Linked DNA regions of Sus scrofa: region 2 is linked to region 1. Evidence: chromatin contacts called from public HiChIP or PLAC-seq data. All regions are on one chromosome and are shown on one strand. Each heading gives the region's core, a stretch centred on a gene start, on an enhancer-like site or on the middle of the called end of the contact. The rest is flanking DNA. Distances are from core to core; before and after follow the strand shown. Region 1 has its middle 270 kb from the start of ZNF462. Region 2 overlaps ZNF462 (zinc finger protein 462).

The links. HiChIP or PLAC-seq counts read pairs in DNA pulled down with a chosen protein or histone mark.
Region 2: an H3K27ac HiChIP or PLAC-seq map of skeletal muscle shows a contact between it and region 1, with 2.0 times the contacts expected there. The contact joins two enhancer-like sites.

What each region holds. Positions count from the first base shown.
Region 1 is chr1:247,761,703-247,765,250 of Sscrofa11.1, reverse strand. No RefSeq gene overlaps it. Among named protein-coding and RNA genes, the nearest start is that of ZNF462, 270 kb to the left of the region's middle. Within about 2 kb of position 1,435, at least 2 of the 83 cell types and tissues checked have an H3K27ac peak or open chromatin away from gene starts, as enhancers often do. A contact at or near this core is called in skeletal muscle, where this site is marked.
Region 2 is chr1:248,047,970-248,051,330 of Sscrofa11.1, reverse strand. The region is part of intron 1 of ZNF462 (zinc finger protein 462); the gene reads right to left. Among named protein-coding and RNA genes, the nearest start is that of ZNF462, 21 kb to the right of the region's middle. Within about 2 kb of position 1,705, at least 28 of the 83 cell types and tissues checked have an H3K27ac peak or open chromatin away from gene starts, as enhancers often do. A contact at or near this core is called in skeletal muscle, where this site is marked.

The DNA of each region.
Region 1 (3,548 bases), core at 186-2,685:
CATGCTTCCATCCACCTTTGCATTTCCTCTCTTTTTCTTTTTTGGCCATAACCCCATTTCAATCTTCTATCATCTTATGCTTACATGATTATAAGATCCAGTAAATTTATTTTCCTGAAAAGGCTGAGTGAATTTATAGAATGTAGGCTTAGATTTGAATTTGTCTCTGTCTTTTCCTAACTGTAAAACCTTAAGCACATAACTGAAACTAAGTCTGTTAATATTCACATTTCAGGATTGTTCTGAATGTTAATCGAGATAAGGTGCGTGAAGTAGGTGAGACCAGACCTAGCACATGGAGAGGTATTCAGTAAGTAATATTTCATTTCCTCCTCCATACTTCTCCCACGACTTTGTACTTTTTTCTAGCGATTTCTTTATAAATGCCTGCAATTATTATCTAACATCCTGGCATTTGCTGAAGTCATCCTTCTTTCTAAGACTATATCTTCCTCATTTCCTAACTTACTATTGAGATGCATCACTCTTCACTATTTGGGTCTTTGATCACGGGAACTCTTCCTCCTGAATTATCCATATCTTATTTTTACCTTTGTAAGAAATTTATGTGATTTCTTGGATCTACCCATTCCCCAGATCAAGTGCTTCCTTTTCCCATAATATTTCCAGAATCCCCCAAATTTAAACTTTTACTTCCCCTGCATTTTATGACTTTATTTGTAGGGTAGGAAAGAGGGAACTGCATTTGTGAGCACTCCCTATTGAGTGTTGATACCTGTGACACACATTTTTTTTCAACAACCTTGTAAAGTAGTTCTTGTTAATCTTCATTTTTCAGCAGAACTTTTCCAAGGTTGTGTGGTCCTCACTAGCTGAGCACAAATTTGAGCCCAGGTCTATCTGATTCCAAATGGCTTTTCCATTCATCATTATACAGTAATAGTAATAGCTACCTTTTGATTATGAAACATTAAAAAAAACACATGATTTGTTTTGTTAATGAGTAATATCAAAGGATGGGAATAGTATTACATTTATTCTTATATTACCTTACATATTCTGGTGAAACAATTTAAACATACCCGTAAAGGTGTGGTAAATGTTCAATGAAATGACATTCAATGCTCGAATAGAACTTTCTCTAGAGTCCTTATTCTTGGGAGATTTTTCCCCTAGTTTCAAATGGAGTAAGTGTCCATGAATCCTTCAACCATAATATTCTCAGGATATGGTCAATTTCAGCTCTTTTTATTTTTAGTTAGGAAGTCTAAAACAGAGAATTATTATTATTTTTATTTGGTTAAGTTCTTATCACAATAAAAGATACTTCATATATTAAAGAGCCATGGGCTATTTTGTGAAAATCCTTGGGCCAATCCCTGCAGCCAGCAGGCAGCCAGCCCACTTGTTTATCTCTCCGTGGCATTAGTAACCCTGTAAAAGTTAAATTTGTTTTATTTATAGGTTGGAAGAGCCTTCACCCATGAGGAGTACTGAATAAATAGACTTCGCCATCATTCTCCAAAGAGGTTGGGAAGGAACCACTCATGAGGAAAGCCTGGAGGGTACAAATTGTCAGAATGAAGTATGGTCCTTTGTTCAGAATCAGAAGAGTTACCCACTCAAATCATAAAATACCAGATGAAGCTCACTTCACTAAGCAGGGGTGAGCAAATGGAAAGAAGAAAGACATGGTGACACTGAAAATGCCCAAGATGTAATCTCTCCAGGTTAAATGAAGGCCAAGTTCATTTGGGATCCCAGAGGTCATACTTTTGCCAAAGTGTGCTTTGTATTAGCACAGAAAAGAGTTAGAGCTTTTCTTCAAAAATTAAAATGAAATAGAATGAGATTGATAGGGTAATGCAGAATAATCTGCCTGCGTTTATGGCTGGTTATTTATACTTGAGTGTCAGGAGAGCAACTCAAAGTTATTTAATTAGGAGAGTGCAGAAACCAACCCAACATCATTAAATATATTATGAAAGAAATAAACATGAATTAAATAATTGCATTATATCTTAAGTGTGCTATCCTTTGGAGAGGAATGAGGTAGTTATGCTCTTTGATAAAGCCCTGAAGTCTCTGCTGTCCTCATACAAGGAGTAGGCTGCTGACTCACTATGAGCTTTGAGAACTTTTCCAGGAGAAAGAATAGTTTTTTTGTTGCACAGTCCTCATGAACTTGCCTGGTACCCCTGCTGATTAATGGCATTTATTCCCTCAGAGAGCTGCCTGAGGCTGAAGGCAGAGCTCTGACATTGAGACAGAGCTAACCTAACTGGCTCTCATGGGGATTGATCGCATGCCTGACCTTTCACTAGTGTTCTAAGCATTTGAGTTAACTGGGTGTGCCTCCCCTGCAAATAGGTCTCAGCCATTCCATAAAGGGGAAGATGGCATTCTCAGATATTGGGTTTTGGGCACTGTACCTTTAAGACAAGTTAAGGTTTACTTTTAAAGCTGTGGGACCATCTAAAGAGAAGCCCTGTATGGTCATAAACTATTCATGTAAGTTATCATGTTTCTAGTACTACCTACTTTCTAGTTCTCTTGCCTTGTTTCATCACCACCCGTCTCATCTTGACAACTTTGATATCAGACCTACCTTCAATTTTTTTTCTTCCATTCACTCTCTCATCCTGGACATGATGCCTAGTCTTACTGATTTGATATCTGACCTTGACTGGCCCTGACTCCCCTTTCCCTACTTGTATTAGAGGTGGGTGTTGGCATTAGGCATGTTTGTCAGTATCTCTTCTTGATTCCATCCCCTGCCCCCATTTTTGGCTTTGCTCTTTTTGTGAAAACATCTGTCACTCTAAGAGGTTCCACTCTGTGATGCAAAGCTAAAGGCAGGACAGGGACTAAAATGGCTCCAACAGATGAAGTCTGATATATTGTAAGCCTGAGAGAACCATACTCTATCATCTTGGCACCCACGCTGCAAGAGGGGTAGTGCATCTTCATATAGCTCAGAGAACTCTGAACCAAAGAGGTCATTGCACCCATTTCAGACTGTACCTCAACTGTGTCTCTTTCTTGAGAAAAAACAGATGTGCCACTATGCATCGTTCAGGGTGATCCAATAGAATATCAAGTGTTTCAAAGTTAAGCAGACTTGAGATTGGATCTGGCTCTCCTCCTTGCTGTGTCATCCTAGCAAACTGTGTCATCTCAGTTGAGCTTCTTAACTTCTCTAAGCCTCAGTTTTTTCATCTATAAAATGGGGACATTATATCTACTTTATATTGTCATTGCAAGAGATAAAAGAAGTAATGTACATAAAATACAGAATATTGCATATGGTGTTTAATAAGGAGGATTTACTACTTATTATTATTATTACCATTATTGCCATGATAAGGTCCTAATGCTTAAATTCTGGCAAGAATTGGGAAACTTTCAAATATTCAGGCAGCTCATTTCTTGAGCAATGGGCCACAGGTTTCTTCCTGTACTAGGCTGGTTGATCAGTGTTGTAAGCCACCAGTTGGCTTCCTGCCTGAACTTTTAATCTTGTCCCCATCTCAATTTAAAGAGGGTGAGAAAGCAGAGACATCAATCGTTTCCTTGTCAAGGACAAC
Region 2 (3,361 bases), core at 456-2,955, 290 kb before region 1:
AGCATGTGGATGTTCCCACGCCAGGGACTGAACCCACGCCACACAAGTAACCAGAGCCACAGCAGTGACAACAGCAGGTCCTTAACCCACAAGGCCACCAGGGAACTCCTGGGGACTCCCTTTTAATTCACAAAGGAGCCACAAGGTAGAATTTTCCCTTAGGCTGAAGTTCTGAGTACAAACACATTTAAATAGAAAAAAACAGATGAATATCATAGTTATGAAAGGTCCAACTTAGGCCATTAATAAAAATTACCCCAACAACCACTCTTTCTACTCTACCAGCTCCACAAAACTGTGCCCAGAAAGGTAGGATTGCTGAAATTTAGAGCTACTTAACATAAACAAACATAAAACCCTCACTTGGGTTAGGAGGTGTGGCTAATTTTAGGTGACTGCTTCGGTAGGTATCTGATGAGACTTGGAGCCCGAGGCTCTCGCTGGTTTAATGCAACCCTTGCGCCTACATCTAACCAACTCCACCTCAAAATTTTCTCCACCAGGGAAAACAAGCGGTAAGGTAGCTGAAAGAAGGAATTCATTCCTTCGCTGTGAGGTCTTCCCAGACAAACTGTCCAGTCTGCTCCAGCCCCCAGGCTGCCCAGGCACTGCACCAGGGTCTGAAGCCCAGGGAGCCAGCGCATTTAGAAAGGCCTGAGGGGTAGGGTAGGCCTCACCCTCCTTCCACTCATCTGCATCTAAGAGCTTTCAGAGAGGCTGCGAGGAGTTCCCATCATGGCTCAGCAGTAACGAAGTCAACTAGTACTCATGAGGATGCGGGTTCGATCCCAGGCCTCATTCAGTAGGTGAAGGATCCAGCGTTGCAGTGAGGTGAGGTGTAGGTCGCAGACAAGGCTCAGATCCCACATTGCTGTGGCTGTGGTGTAGGCTGGCAGCTGTAGCTCTGATTCGACCCCTAGCCTGGGAACTTCCCTATGTTGCAGGGGCAGTCCTAAAAAGCAAAAAATAAAAAATTGAAAAGAGAGAGAGAGACTGTGAAATCCTTCTGAGCAGGCAGCAGAAACTGAGAGGGCTCTTGGTGGTCAAGTGCAACTCTGCTAGTCCCATTCCTGGGAGCAGGAGACTGGAATCCTCTATGCTTTGAATGCATACAGAACAGAGTCCCAAATACTAGAGGCAAGTCCAATATCATGTTTGGCTGATATAAGAATCCACTTTTCCAAGAGTCAGTGACTTGCTCTCGCCCTCTCTCTCCCTTTAACACAGCTGTGAAGTCCACTGAGTGTTCAGCCAAGTGTACTTGTGAATTTTGTGCCCTCTCAGGCCCCTGAGAGGCCCCGGTTCCAGCCTGGTGGCTTGATGTACTTGCTCATCAGCCTTCAGGTTTAACAAGGGAAAACAATCTAGCCCTCAAATTGTAGGAGCTTTCTCTCCAGGAGAACTAGACAATCCTGATGGCTCTCTCCAGTTACATAGCAATTATGTAATTGCCGAGCTTCTGCAGAATCACTGGAACCATTCTGCAGCCTTCTCCCAACTACAGCTGCAGCACAATGTGCCGAGATGATTGCAGCCTTTGAACGGATGGCCAGTCTCAGAGCTGAGCACAAAGGGACGTACAATGGGATTCCATCTCCAAGCGCAAAGATGCTCCTGCCTAACAAAACTCTGGCTCCTCCTCCCAGGCGGTGCCACTAACTCCTGCCTCTGCCCGCCCTACATGTGTGTGGAATGTGGTTCACTAGGTTTATGCTGACAGGTTCCAAAAGAGGCAGGAAATCAGCTGAAGTTTTGCCATGGACCATGCACAAGGTAATCATTTAACACATCATGGGAAAGCTCCAGAAGAGGACAAGATGCAAAGGGGGTGTGGGGGCGGGATGCATCTTTAGGCTTCCTGCACTGGCATGAAATGAGTGCTTCCCTTCCTTCTGCCAGCTCCAATCCTTCATGTTGACATTACACATCCTGTACTGTAGATCCACCCCCACGCTGCCGCTTGCCCAGCTGAATTATCTCCTGCGTCACAGCGGTGGTAACAGAACTGCTGGCTCTGCAGACTTGAAAGCACCATTTCCATGCTTAATGCATGCAGCCACTGGACATATTACCAGGACATCGGGGCTGGTCTGTGGCCCTCTCAGCAGCCATGCAATACTCGACCTAACCCTTCTGCTAACCAGATGGTTGGTTGGCCTCTTGGGACCAAACCATTCAACTTTACTTTATTAAATTCGATCAAAATGTGGGGACAGTTTACAGCAGTGTGTCTGGTTCATCTCCAACAGGGTTGCTAAGATGAAAATGACCTAAAAATAACTGGAAACTCTACTTCACACCAACAGAGAACAAGATATTTCGGTGTAAATATTTAAATGATCTGCCAGATTATGCACCCCAGTAGCCTTAACTACACAGTTAGCAAATTATATTGTAAACATATACACACAAAGACGCAGAAATACATGCATCTAAATAGGAATCCAGGTCTCACTGCCTCGGGCCAGGGTTCGCCACCCTCTGGTTCATTGGAGTGTGATTAAGGACCGCCATCTCCATCATAATCACTCCCAATTACCAAGACAAAGAACCTAACACAACTGGTAGAGAGATTCCCACCTCCACTGGGTTCGACCACCTAGGCACACTGCAGGCGTGCCAAGTACTCAAAGGGCCCTCAATAAATGTTTGATGAATGAATAAAGATGAATGAGCACATATTTCTTAAATATAACAGCATCTATAAAACATTTTACGAGAGAGTGAAGACACTCAATTCTTTCCAACTCTATCATCATCCCACAACTACAAACTAGGAAGGCAAAGCCAGGCGGCAGAAAAAAATGGCAAGGAGCAAGCCATCTGCACCACAGGCACTAGATGGCCACTAATCGATCATTGCAAATGAACTGCAGAGGTGGCCGTTCACTGAGTACCTGGCAGCGTGCTGGGTGTTTTACATACATTATGTCTCTAAGCCTTCGCCAAAGAGGGAATTCCATTTTGAAGATAAACTGGAGGCCAGGAGCAAATGAGGAACTTGACCCAAGTGAAGCCAATCACTTTCCTACTACTACTAGGCTGCCACAAATAAGTAAGGATCTTACAGCTTGGAAAGAACTGAACACGTGGCAAAGTGGCACCCCCAAATCTACCTTTCCCTCCCTAGGGCTTGGGGAAAATGGAAAGAGCTTTCCACTCCCAGAGCTTTTCTGGCATCCCAGGAAGTCCTAGTTTCAGTCCCTCCTGTTTCTCTCGACCTTTCTTACTTGACTGAGGGCATTCCACATTCTTTTAACCACACCATAGCCAGGGCTTCACTTCCACTCCTTTCATTTTGGGGTCCACCTTCTGAGACCAAAAATCTCTCACTTGAGATCATCCTAGAGATCTGAACACT